2 separate regions of the Triticum aestivum genome follow, and region 2 is linked to region 1. The links are chromatin contacts, called in public Hi-C maps. All regions are on one chromosome and are shown on one strand. Each heading gives the region's core, a stretch centred on a gene start, on an enhancer-like site or on the middle of the called end of the contact. The rest is flanking DNA. Distances are from core to core; before and after follow the strand shown.

Region 1 (7,583 bases), core at 742-3,241:
TCAACCAAACGTCTTGAAGTCACAAATCTTCTCAGCTCTAGTTTAGTTGTCCCGGATGGTATAGCTAGGCCTGAGCAAGCAAATAACATCATACTTCCTGCACAAGATCACGAGTCAAATAACCAACAACGAATACATACAAATGTGGAGAATGCATAAATACAAAGCACTGGAATCACCATCAAACAAAGCAAGAGAGACAACAATTGAAGACAGCCATTGAGTTTGTTTCTTGTAGTGCGCGGTATCTGGAAGTGATATATCACCAAACTCTTTCTCTTGGAAATGAGTGTTCAAAACAACTTGATGAGGGTGCTCTAACTTGAAAAGTCGTGCTTTCTCAGCAGCGGCAGCAGCCTCAGCTGCCTGTGTTTCCCTCATCACTAATAAAAGAACACGACACACTTCAACTGTCAGTACTCTACTTAGCTATATATATGTGCAAGAAAACGAATAATAATAGCCTGAAATCAGGGCTCACATTTTACCATCTTGTCCATTCGTTTCTTAAATTTACTAACCCTTCCTCTTTTCCTGCCATCACTCCCCCTCGAGATCAACGGCACAGCTTTGTCTTTTCTAGCTGCGAGTCTCTCCGCCCTATTCAAGCCTCCTGTATAATCAACCACTGTCTTCTTTGGAGACCTGAAGCAGAAAGTATTGGTAAATGTTCAGTACTGCAACAAGGTGATCATAGTTCCCAACAGAGGAAGTACATTGTTAATTGTTATTTTCCCAGATTCCTTTATCATATTACAGAACGGTATGCATTTGGATGGGGAACATTGACCTGGGCTCCAGTTTATTGAAGCCCCAGCGTTGTATAACAGATCAAGAAGTGAAATTTTCGGCGGCAGTTCACAGCACCAAAGCCCAAACAAATTACTCCCTTCGTCCGAAAATACTTGTCATCAAAATGGACAAAAAGGAATGTATCTAGAACTAAAATACGTCTAGATACATCCCCTTTTATTCATTTTGATGACAAGTATTTCCGGACGGAGGGAGTATTTAAAACGGATTTTTTTCCTTTTTCCGTCGAAAAAGAAGCTGGGTGAGATTCACACCCCATACACAAAATTACCCCTTGGCCCCACACAGATTTAATGCGGTGCATCCCGCTCTGGTTTAATGCCATGCAAGCGAACGACTACAGAAGAAAATGCCATGCATGGCAAGCTCATTTAATGCTATGCATGCCGTGCTTGTTTAACTTGGTTGATATTAGGGTTGATTGCTTCATGCAATCCAGGATTGCTGGGCGTGTAGTTATTACTGAGGGTTAAGATGGGAAAGAAATCTCACGTCCTGGCCCTCCTCGGTACTATTAGCTACCGGAAAATTACGCAAAGAGAACTAATGCGACATTTATATTAGAAAGAAAAAAGAAAGAAAGAAGTAAGCCTCGATGTTATTACCTAACCTAAAAGATTGTTTACAGGAAGTGTTCCATTAGAAACTGGAAGTTGTTGCTGCGATTAGAGAGAGAGACTATGATTGGGTATACGTGAAGAATTGTGCTTAGAGCAACACGCAAGAAAGGTAATTTCTTCGAGTCGATTAACTGAATGCAGTTAGATCTAGGAGAGGAAAGACCCAGTTAGATCTACGACAGAAGAGGATGAAGAAGGGGGAACACAATTTACGGGTCACAGAGGTAGATCTGAAGGACAATTCGAATACTCCGTGAGCAACTGGAACAGTAAGCAAAAATATATAGAGAGAGTACATGATGCTTACATCAAAGAGGTGAATTCGTGCGCCGAAAGAGGGATGGTGCGGCGGGTAGCTGGGGAGGGAGGCACAAAAATGGCCGGGATGCGCCGGGTGAGGATAGGTGAGGATTGCCGGCGAGATAAACCATGCGAATCGACAATGGATCTGAGGACTTTGGTGTCGAGTCACAGAGTCCCCCTTTTCTTCTTTTTTGTTTATTAGTATTAATTGATTGAGGCGTCACTGGGTCGGTCGGGCTGTGCCGTGTGCACGTGTGTGAATATCTCGTTCTTTGTTTTTTAACATAAAAAAGACCGGGTGAGCTATTTATAGAGCCATCGGATAAGAGTTCTCGGGGCCACTTGTGTGTTTTCTCTTAAAAAAACAGACGATGCCTTCCATTCCATTACATACCAGTTATGCCAGTTTTTTTCTTAGAAAATAAGTTGCTTGTTCCTAGCTTAAAAAATAAGTCGCTCTTAAAATTTATTGAGACTTCTAAATTAGTTATGCCATAACTAATTTAGAAGGCCCAATGAATAAGAGAGGTGGTTTATGGAAAAAGCCGGGGAGGAGGCGGCTTATTTTTTAAGCTGTCAAAAATACTGACCCTAATACATGTGCCCCGTGCGATTGCTATGGGTGGCAATACAGTTAAACGAAATAATAAATTTTGCATAGATGGTTTTTGGAGGATGAAATGCAGATAGTATCATGAGGTGACACTAAGACGTACAAAATTTTATTCAACCATTAATAAGGTAGACACATCAACCAGTCTCACTTCAGTTTGATATGTTGATGTCTAAGAGCATATTTTTTGTTTAACAATTGTTTGAATCTCTTTTAACCCCGTGCTTTACCAATCCCGCGGATCGAAGGCCTCTCATAGTACAGTTTGTTGAAGTCGCCGAAGTTTACGTAGAGTCCAAATCACATAGCTTAATATATTTATGACGACAATGCCATCACCGAGTGGCATAACACTTAGTTGTGAATTCCCCTTCTTACAAACCCGGTCCAAGCGCTAACTATGACGTCACCATTGTTTCCTTCTCACAAGCCTGCCACCGCCGAGCTGCCAGCTCTCCACCTTACTGTATTCATCTAGCCGCCCTGCCATTGCATCTCCCTCTCCTCCTCCTATCGACCTCCTCCCTCCAGCACCCTCTTTCACGCCACTGGTCTCCTTCCCATCGTTGCCCTCTTCCCCGACATAGACCACCTCCTCGCAGTCGGCTTATGCAATGTTCATGGCCAATCCCTCAACCAACAGAAACTGACCAGCACATCCCAAACGGTGCAGCTCCTCCACGAAAGCTAGTGCGCGGCGCTAAAGCTTCAACATTTTCACATATTCTAAAATATCCTTATATGTATGTTTCTTGCCTTGGAGTTGCCGCCAAGTGAAATATTTTAGCAATGTTAACTTCAGCTACAAATATAGTATATTTGCTCTGGTAATGGCTCATCTAAATAAATGATGGTTTCACTCGTATAGTCTACATGTAAGTCTTTCCTCAAGCTCCAACACATAGATATAAAATCACTGCCATTTGGCATTCAATCGCCAATTGTAATATTTCTCTAGTAACCTTTTTATTCTATTTTTGCTGGTTTTGTAGGAAATATCAAGGTCACGGCTACCAGATTTTTAGATAACATAGTATCACTACTAAAATAAAAGAAATTTAAGAATATGTTACAAACTTCAGTGTCAGTGCATCTATAATCCATATGATAAACAATAGTGCCACGTAGCTTGTACATGTACAATATCAATGTTAGAAGGTCCACCACACTTTCCAGCTCCATCCTTTCTACAGTTAAGAGAGAGAATGCGCATACAATGTGTTATTCTTGCAATATGAAAGGCAAAGTACAGAGCCACAACGGTATTTCAAGTAGGCATAAGAGAGAGAATACATTGCATTACTTCTACAAGAAATATAATGGTTCCAATAAATTGGTATCCAGGTTTGACTACTTCTATAAGGAACTTAGTTCCTGGAGTGTGTAGACACTTGAAGAAACATGTTTCCTGTAATCTAGACACTAGAAGCAGCAAGCAGCTAAAATAAACTGAATATGAAGCTCTTCAATTCCTTCATTGGTCCTGACATATTGGATCATTCGCCATGCATCCTGGGTTCAGGGGCTCATTCTTTAAAAAACACCAAAATCTTCTTGCTTCAGTTGCTTGTTACATGGTATACAATGTGTTCCAACAAATACTTGAGTACTAATAGACATAGTACTAGGCTAGTTGAAGTGGTTTCTGAAAAGGAAAATCATAATATTACAAATTGCAAGTTGTCCAAAGAGAAAGATTAGTTTAATTTGACAATTTGAAAGAGTTACAATACTAGAGAAACTCGGATTTACACAGTCAACTAGTACTAAATAATAAAGCAAACTTAGGTTATACATCTACTTCTTTCTATTTTGAAAAAATCTATGCATTATGCAAAACACTAAAATAACTATAGAATTTGCACAATTAGAAACAACAAGCTTGTGCTACACTAGATTATCCCAGTGGAGCTCAAACTTGTAATTAGAAATACTGGACGGTGTGGACTGCGGTAACCTGTCGGGAAACGTAGTACACGACTAAAAAATATCGACCTACCTAGCATATCCTAGGATTACTATGAAGAACGTGCATACAAGGTTAGATCTGGTCTTACCAAGTATCGAGTTGCACTAGAAGAACTTGTTGGTGAAGATTGTGTTCTCGACGTCTCACGTATGATCCCTCAAACTAAAACCAGACATACGGTTCCTCTGTCGGATTGCACACATATGAATCCTCTGATCCAGTAGGGCTTCGCCGTCTAGAGATAAGTCGTGCCGGAGTAGAACTGGAGGGAGGAGGAGCCCTTTGGGGAGGACTATGGTGGAGAACTAGAGAGAGAGGGGGGAGGCCGAACCTTAGCTAGAATAATTATGATGCATAAAGGGCTCATGGGGTTTGGTCACTGGTGCAGCGACGTCTGCTACTTATAAACTGCGTTGGGATTTCCCTGAAGAGGAGGTGTGAAGCAATACTGTAGAGTTAAGTATTTCCCTCAGTGAGAACCAAAGTTATGGAACCGATTGGAGAACCAAGTAAATTCCCTTCGACGACACCTACACACACAAAGCAAATACTTGCACCCAACGCGGGCAAGAGGGTTGTCAATCCCTTGAACTCGTTACTTGCAAGGATTAATTCTGATAGTGATAGATAGATAAATAAATTTCAAAACAAAATAAAATTAAATAAATTGCAGCAAGATATTTCTAGTTTTAATAATATGGTAGAGTAGACCCGAAGGGCATAGTTTTCACTAGAGGCTTCTCTCTCGAGCACATAGCATACGATGGGTAAACAAGTTACTGTTGGGCAATTGATAGAAAAGCGCATAGTTATTGTTGGAAATATGTCATGGAGGCAATAATAAATTGTGGCTGCACGGCAGGCCGAGGCATCCGCACCGAGAGCCTCTATGAGCTACCACCCCGACTACTATCCAGACTACTGACTGATTACCAAGTTAGGCCAAAAGCCTAAGCTTGGGGGAGTACGTATTTCTACCGACTTTACATTCATGTTCACACATTTCATTCCAGTTGTCGGTGTTCACACTTTTTCATTGTGCTACCCATGCTAGATTTATTTTCTCGCTTTCTTCTTGTGTGTTCGAAAAACTTGAGAAAATACAAAAATATTTCCTACTTATTTTTGTTTTTTCTTTCTAGAGTAGTTAGCTGTAGCACAAAAAGAAAACCCAAAAAGATTTCCTTATTCTTCTTTTTTTTGTTGGGAGCTTTCCCGTGTAAATAGTTTTTCTCGTTTTGCCTTTCCCTTTTATTTGCTTGTTCAAGAAAACCAAAAACTCCCAAAAATATTTCAGTGTGTTTCTCTGAACTTCTTCTCTTTTTATTGAGTCGTACTGAGGAGAAGGCCATGATGAAAATGTTGAGTGGCTCTCATTTGCATTATTGTTGATCTAACAAAGAGCCCATATTACCTTGTCTTCTCCTGTTGAATAAAATGTTTGCAGATTCCAGCTTAGTCCACGACACTCTTGCATTATTATTATTTTCATATCGTTCGGTCTTGCAAGTGAAAGACAATAATGACTATATTTGATGAACTGGCCGTGGCATAGAGAAACGGGTATGAACTCGACTTGTTCTGTTTTTGTAAATATGTTTAACGTAGTATCCATGATTCAACCCATTATGATTAAACATGTTTACAATGACAATTAGAGATTATAGTTTCTGATGCCATGCATAAGTAGCTAGGAGTGGATAATGATTTATCTTGGATGTCAATATTTGCATTAAAATGATTGTGATGTAGTATGATGATATGGTATCCTCCTCTGAATCTTTGAGTGGCTTGACTTGGTACATGTTCATGCATGTAGTTGAATCAAAACCAACATAGCCTCTATGATATCCTACTCATGCTAGTGTCCAATGTTACTTATGCATAATGCATGTTCATGACCGTTGTTGCTCTCTAGCTGGCCGCTTCTCAACCTATTTGCTAGCCTTCACCTGTACTAAGCAGGAATTCTGCTTGTGCATCAAAAACTTTAACCCAAGTTATTCTAGCTGAGTCCACCGTACCTACCTATATGCGGTATTACCCTACCGTCCTAAGTAAATTTGCATGTGCCATCTCTAAAAACTTCAAATAAATATCCTTTTTGTGTGCTTGGATCGTTCATGGAGCGACAGGAGGTAGTCGGTATCTTCCATGCTAAGTGGGTAATTCTCAGGTTGAGTGTTTATTCACTCACCATCGCACGAGAAAAGGGCGGTAATAGGGATGCCCAGTCCCAAATTGCAAAAAGAAAAAGCTTACAAATAATCAAACAAAAAACTCGTACAGAGTCATAACCTTTACTTTATCACTTGGGAACCGCCACTAGTATGTTTATCATGGAAGATATTGATAACGGATGGTCGTGAAGTAAACAAGAAGGGTGCATCTCTCAAAATTTCATTTATCTCTGTTTTAAAAAACTGAGCTCTGGCACCACTGCAAATTACTGCTTCCCTCTGCGAAGGGACTATCTATTTACTTTTATGTTGTGTCATCATCTTCTAAAATAAGCGCCAGAACTTGAGAGCACTGCTGTCATGCTGATGCATTGTGTGTAGCTAATGTTGGGTGCATCATGACTGGATCTTTTCTACCATGAATTACAATGTTTAGTCGCTGCTTGGACTTTGGAGGTGCTCTGCATTTATGTTTTGCGGTCTCAGAAAGGGCTAGCGAGATACCATTATTGTCATATCATATCATGGTTGTTTTGATAACGTGTTGCTATTTGAGATATCTTATTATTGCTCGCTAGCTGATTATGTCATTGATATGGGTTAATATAATTTTTAAGAGTTATTGTCGGCATGGTTAGTTATAATGTTGGCTAAAAACTTGGGTGCTATTTAAGCTTATTTATGCAAACAAGAGCAAAAGAGTTTGTAAAAGTTTTTCTTTTTCGCTTTCAGTTTATCAACTGAATTGCTTAAGGACAAGCAAAGGTTTAAGCTTGGGGGAGTTGATACGTCTCCAAAGTATCTACTTTTCCTCATGCTTTTCCTCTTGTTTTGGACTCTAATTTGCATGATTTGAATGAAACTAACCCCGGACTAACATTGTTTTCAGCATAACTACCATGATGTTGTTTTTGTGCAGAAATAAAAAGTTCTCGGAATGGAACGAAACTTTGCGAGGATTTTTTACATAATAATAGAGAATTTTCGGAGCCAAGAACCATCGGAGGGGGGCACCAGGGTGGGCACAACCCACCAGGGCGTGCCCCCCTCCTGGCGCACACAGGTGGGTTGTCCTCACCTGGTGG
Region 2 (6,898 bases), core at 1,435-3,934, 770 kb after region 1:
CGGCGCAATGGCGCTCACCTCTTGCCTCCCTCTCAACTGGTTGTCGAGCATCACAAGCAGTTCACGGCCCATCCCCTTCTTCGTGTCGCACGCATCTCCCCCGAGCTCGTCGTCATCCACCCCGTCCTCTCCGACCTCGACACTCATCAGGTGCTTCATACTCACCTCGTCGTGAAGCAAACACATCCACCCAACCATCCAGATCTGTCCCCTGCTCCTCCCCATCTCATCCCTGATTTTGGTGGTTCGCCAGGTTGCCCATGGGATGAATCGTCTGGCGGAGTAGGACCCGACGCCTAGAGAACCTGCAGTGGTTTTTGGCATGTCTTCCATACCCATCTTAAAATCAAAGGTATTGCACTGCCTCGATCGCCCCTAATTTGATAATTTTCATTTGTCACATATTGTTGTTAATTTATTTTCTGCCGAGGACTCATTGGTATTCTGCCTAGTATTGTTCTTTTCATGTATTAGGTTATGAATCGTCCAAAAAAATTTAGTTGAAGTATTTAGATCATTTGATCACGCATAGATATTTAGGCAGGCAATCGTGCTTATTCCCTCGATTCAACAATCGGTGCTTCGATTTAAGATGAGAATTCTTGACAAAAACAATCTTGGAATGTTTCTTGTATAAAGAGGTTCCACAAATATGCATCCATAGTTGCTGGCAGATTCATTTTAAAAACTTAATGCTTCCAACCAACACTTATATATGCACCAAATGAATTATTTTTTAGCTTCTCACCTCGAAGGTTATGTATTGTAATTATTTTGTTTCGGGGTACTAGAAAAAAATGCTTTCATATATAAACAGAAACTCTCTTCTATTTTGAAAGTTAGGGACACAAAAATGCATCCTCATCTTGTGACTAGGCTTAAATTTTTATACATTCTCAATATTCTATGCTTATACCAACACTATGTTGATTTACTATGTTTTGATGCTTCTTGTAAACATTTAGTTTTGTTGTCTATAAAATTGCTTCTATACTTCAAGTGATAATCGGCTCGGTTTGTATATTGGAGACACAAGAGATGCATCCTTAGGATGGTACCAATCTTACTTTCTTGTCTACTAATGTCAAGGTCCAGTATTTTCATGCTTCCTACATTATTGGTGTACTACCTTCAACAAATAAGCTTACTTAGTTCTAATGCCTTGTTTCCATACAACTATTTTCATCAGACAGCGAGCGTATCCGTTTATTCCCTCTAACCCATTTTTCATATTTGCTAGCATATTACATTGTGTATGTTCTCAGGTGAAACTCGACAATGAAGCAACGGAACCAGAGGGTATGCTCAAGAGTCGATATGCAGCTGGTTGGTTAAACGACGTTGTTTTAAGTCTTCCTAACAAGTGGAAAAAACTGATTTGTGGACACTCGGGTAATCCATAGCCACATGTGCGTCACCACAGTTGCCTCCACTGTTGGTTCGACGAGGCAGAACGCCGGCAACCTTCCCATAACTGATCACCACGGCGCATGTGATCTAGTCTCTCGAAGCATCTAGTATATAGTTTTGAAGCAATATTTATACAATCAGAAGTAATTATACACCACGTATGTGTTGTTCTGCCATTGCGGAAAATATTGAGATATGGCGAAGCTTTGTATAAATTATGTTTTTGCACCAAAGCATCGAATGATAAGTAATGAAGCTTTATTAATTTATGTATGAAGCAACTAAATGACACATCGATACCGATGCACCGGATGATAAGCAATGAAGCTCTATTATGTTTTGTATGAAGCAGTGTCTCATTCACACTGAAAGATGCTTCCACTACAAAACATAACTATGCGTCCATTGGTTGAAAAAACGTTTTCATCAATAACTTCCAGGGAGTTTGACAAATGTTGGGTTATGGAATAGAATCAGGGAGTACTTTTGTAGAAAAAAATGTTTGCATCAATAACTACATAGATTCTTTTTGTCTCATGAAAAAAATGCTTCCATTGCAGTTAAAAAAAAAGAAAATTCTTCCATTGCCATGTGTGTTATGGAATAGAAAAAAAAATCAGGGAGTATGTTGGAGATTTATCGCATATAATGGAAGCATCATCTACGGGATTCTGTTTCCTAAAATATCAGATATAGTGCTTCTCACAAGTAATGCTTCCATCACGTTGGTGCTTGAATTTGGTAACCTAACGTGATTTAGGGAAGGATGCAACAAGGAAGCAACGTTCTAGGGAGAAAGAAACAAATGGAAAGAAATAATAGCCCAAGCGTGGGTTGCGGGAGTAGTGAGGAAGCATTCAATTAGCGGGTCCAACAAATCTCGCGTGGGTCTAAACCAGTAGATCGGACGGACATCCTGTTTCTAATCCAATGGCTAATAACTACTTAGAAACAGTACGGTCAGCCATTGAAATTTGCTAAGTCCACGCCACAGATCTATCAGATAAATGATGACTGCTAGATTAAAACACGTGGGACTAATTGTGTGGTGATGATTGGTTCGTGCGATTTGTGGGACTAATTGTTAGGTGCATGTAAGAAAATTTTTATTTAATTATTTAATAGTAGTCGAGATACGAATCTAATGATATAATTTTTAATGACATGCATTAATATTTTTGTTAGTTAAATTTATGGTTAAAATTTGACGCAAAATAGGAAGAGTGCGAGGACGGAGTGAACTTATTTTTGGACGGAGTATGAGACTACCGGTCTCTGCGTGATGACGGTGAAAAGGAACACAGCAACACGACCCGTCCCAATTACGCAGACCGTCCAGGGTCCACCCCCGTCCTCTCCGATCGCCGCCGCCGGGACCCTACAGCCGGCCCGCCATGGCTGATCCGCCATCCCTAGCCTCCACCGCAACGCCGCAGCCCGACCAGCTCGCCACCTCTGCTTCCATCCCGCAGAACGCCAACCCCCAAATCCCCCTGCCCCCCATCGTTTCCTCCGCGCAGGTCAACCCGGGCTCGGCTGCTACGGGAGGCAGATCCACGGACCCGCCGCAGTTGCAGGCGCCTTCTCCCACGCAGGCGGCTGAAGGAGCCGGAGGATTCGGTGCGATCCACCGCTCAGGCCCGGCCTCCCTCGCCCCCACCGTCGGCCAGCCTCCACGGTACGCGACAGTCGGCACGACATATGGCACGCAGATGGCCTTCCCGGGCGGCGGGGGGCAGTTGGGCCAGCAGCCGGGGCTGCGCGCGGCCATGTTTGGACAGGGGCAGCCGAGGATGCTGCAAGGGCAGGGCAACGCAGCCTCCGCGGCGCAGTACGGGCTCCAGTTCCAGCCAACGATGATGGCGCAGCCAGGGCAGAGGGGCGTGGTACAAGGCGTGCAATTCAACACTCCCACTGCACAAGCGCAATCCATGGGTGCTTCCCTGATGAACCAGATGAGGCCTAATGGAATTGCTACCCCATATGGTGCTCAAACTCAGCAACGTTCTGCATATCATGCACAAATGAGGCCACAGCAGCCACCTGGATCATCACAAAATGGGCCTGTGGTGCAAATGTTACCAACGCATCAGATGCAATCGTCAATGGCCTCGGCTGTTTCTCCACATCAACGCCAGCAAGAACAAATGATGCAACTGATACAACAACTTCAGCAGAGAGGATTGAATCGCCAGCAGATTGCGCAGGCGCTGCAGCGGCTTCCCCATCTTAATGCCCAACATTTGAACCAGCAGCAACGGCAACAACAGCAAGCATCTCCCAGGATGCCAGCATCTGCTGCAGGGAAGCCCGCAAACACGGCAGGATTGCAGCCAGCGACACCTTCCTCAGGCGGAACAGCGGCGGGTGCAAATGCGCCGCATCAAGGAGGGGGAAATTGCAGCCAACTTCTTGGGAAGAGAAAGATACATGATTTGGTGGCGCAGGTGGATCCACTCTGCGAGGTTGATCCAGAGGTGGAAGATTTGATTCTGGAGATTGCCGACGACTTCATTAACACAGCGGCTGATTTTGCGTGCAGGCTTGCAAAGCACAGGAAATCATCGGTTGTGGAAGCCAAGGATGTGCTACTGCACCTGCAGAAGAATTGTCACCTGTCCGCTCCTGGTTTCTCACAGGAGAGGATGTGAATGAATCTGCAGAGAAATTCAGTGTAGGCTTTGGTACAATTATGTCATTTACTTTGAAAAGCGTGAATTGTATTTGAGATAGATAGTTATACCATTATAGGTAAATTGCTGAAAAAGATAGATCGATATACCTCTCATTAGTCATGGACTCATAGTATGTGTTTGTGCGTAGATGGAGCACATGTATATGGTCCCACGTACCTGACGACATACACTGTGTACATTGCCATCTGACATTTTTGTACACCATAGAAACCCAGCCGTTCCACCCAGTAATGCGTGGCTCTTCATCAGCGGCGAAATTGTTGTAGGGTGAAACCTTAAGAGGGATCTTTTCACACTTGGAACACAAGAGAAAAATTTACTTAAACAAAACCCAATTACACATCCACTAGATAGCAAACACATAGATCCACAAGAATACAAGCACAATCCAAGGAATCAAGCACTAGGTAAAGTTTTTTCCACTCCAAAGTAGGTGAGGTCTTGATGACAATCTTCTCCAAGAGAAGGTTTTGAAATCCACTAAGGGATCCTCTCCTAAGAGATCTTGATCTCCAAGTGGAGGGGCAGAAGGAGCAAAGTTCTCTAAATATCTTATATATACTTTGCTAACCCTTACAAATGGTCTAGGTACGAATTATATAGGTAGGTGGGAGAGGGGGACGAAGTGGAGGCCCAAACAACCACTCTCGGCCGTCCATCCTGATGGGCCCGTGCGCACGGGGTCCCGTGGGCACAGTACAAGCCGGTGCGCACGGGGTGCTACAGCGACGAGGGCCCGTGCGCATGGGGTCTGGAGGCCGTGCACACGGGGTCTGGAGGCCGTGCGCACGAGGTGTGCGTCTTCATGTCCGGTAGCTTTCTGGGAGGCACGGGGTCGGGGGAGGCCGTGCGCATGGGGTTGCCTAGGACTTGCTGTTTTGATCTTGATGAACTCCTCCTTCTTCCTTGTGGCCTTAGGGTCCTTCTCCTTGGCCTCCGGGATGCTTCCTGGCTGCTTGGCGGCGGACGTCCTCGTACCTAACGATGCACAATGTTCCATGGTGAGGTAGCAACCAAGTGCAATGGATATTCATGTCAATCTCGAAGAAGAGTGGGTTCGCCTTAAGTCCGATAGGTTCATTTGGGTTTGAGGTGCTATGAAGGTGTACATGAAGATAACCGTAAGATGCTCCGCATCTGAAATGGTCTGTTAACTCGTCTCTTTCAAATAGGGACGAAAGCTAGACGAGGATACGCTGTGGTCACCTTCCACCGGTGCTTTTTCCTCTGGTTGAGTTGCGAATTCAAGTGCGATGATATTTGCACTACTCTGTTTGTCTCCTCAGCTGCGATGATAATTTGTGTTTGAGTGCGGGTGCAAGTTCTCGTGATGTCCAAGCTCATACCAGATGATTGTGGCTGAAAATTTCTCTGAGACGCACGACTATCACACACGTGTGGAACTGATATGACCTATTTTTAAGAAGTTCTTTTTTCTTCTGAAATTGTAGTTCATTTGAGATGACTTGGAGCAAATTGTATCTTCAAGCTCATTAGATCCCTTGTGTCCCCCCGCCAGAAAAAAAGATCCGCTGAGAAGGATTTTGTTTGTTGAGAAGGATAAAATGTATCGGTTTTGCTATGTTGATTGTTTTTTAGATAGCTAACTGCTCATGTCAAGCAGGGGTTTGTTACTTTACGGGTACCGGCAAAAAATCGAAATGGACATGGAGATAGACCTGGATAGATCAAAACAAGAACTACAGTATTTTGGTCTTTTCGCATCAACCTCCCCACTGTCTGAAGCTGGAGTTTTTTTTAGGGAAAGCTATCTGGCGCATTTTAGTGATTGTGAATCAAAGATACATCGGATATGAGCCAGGGCAAGAGAAAATTAGGGTTCAATGACCCAGGTACAAGCTTCAGAAAGTAAAGACAGACCTAGCTACCTCACGCGCCGCCATATTGGCTTCCCTTGGACGGTGGACAAACTTAACTTCTGTTGAACATGTGTACATGTACGTAGGTCTGGGTCCTGTATGCAGTACCTGTAGTATCTGTCTCCCTCTGTATGTACGTGTATCTTAGGAGACAAGATACCGGTCGCACCCCTTGTATCTATATATATGTGCCTAGTGCACGACCATCAATTATTGATGCATCAAATCATTCTCTACATGATATCTATCGCAAGTCGATCTTCCAGCTTCCGCTAACCCTAGCCGCCGCCTCGGGCCGCCGCCGCCGCCGCCCCAAGCCGCCGCCTCCACCTCTCCTCCCCGCGCGCCCTCCCTCCACCGCGCGCCTCCCTCCCCATGCCGCGCCACCTCTCCCCGCCGCGCCACTCGCCTCCTGCCGCCGCGCCGCTCCTCTTCAGCCGTGCCGCCGCCTCCCTCCCCATGACCCCGCCGCCATGTCGTCCAACGCCTCCACCTACTCCAACCCCTTCGCCGTCGACCCCGCCGAGATCCGCGACATCAACGTCCATGCACGCGTCCCCGTTAAGGATGGCAATGGGTAGGGTATGGGCAGGGTAGAACAATATCATACCCATACCCATATAGTCAGTGGGTACAAAATTCTACCCATACCCGTACCCATGGGTATAAAACTTTACCCATACCCATACCCGACGGGTACCCATACCCATTGGGTACCCAACGGATAGAACAAATAGTACACAAGTTGTTCACAATTTTACACTCATTCATAGCACATTTGACAAAAAATCAAATATCTTAGCTCAATAACAAGTAGATGGGTACAAGACTACTATCAAAATTTAGAAATCACAACATACTCATAAAGTCAATAGGAATATACGAGTCACATGACAAATTAATGATTAATTG

The links. Hi-C and Micro-C count contacts between places; a contact is called where the count stands out from the background.
Region 2: a Hi-C map of leaf shows a contact between it and region 1, with 4 times the contacts expected there. The contact joins the promoter of LOC123136701 here to the promoter of LOC123136698 in region 1. A contact is called at or near these places in 2 of 5 Hi-C or Micro-C datasets (both in leaf).

Annotation. Positions count from the first base shown.
Region 1 is chr6B:227,873,758-227,881,340 of IWGSC CS RefSeq v2.1, forward strand. LOC123136698 reads right to left here and starts at 1,992. Exons shown (of 13, transcript XM_044556171.1): 1 at 1,741-1,992; 2 at 482-645; 3 at 180-383; 4 at 1-97.
Region 2 is chr6B:228,643,711-228,650,608 of IWGSC CS RefSeq v2.1, forward strand. LOC123136701 (transcription initiation factor TFIID subunit 12b) reads left to right here and starts at 2,685. Exons shown (of 1, transcript XM_044556174.1): 1 at 2,685-4,295. The coding sequence starts at 2,805. The coding sequence ends at 4,061.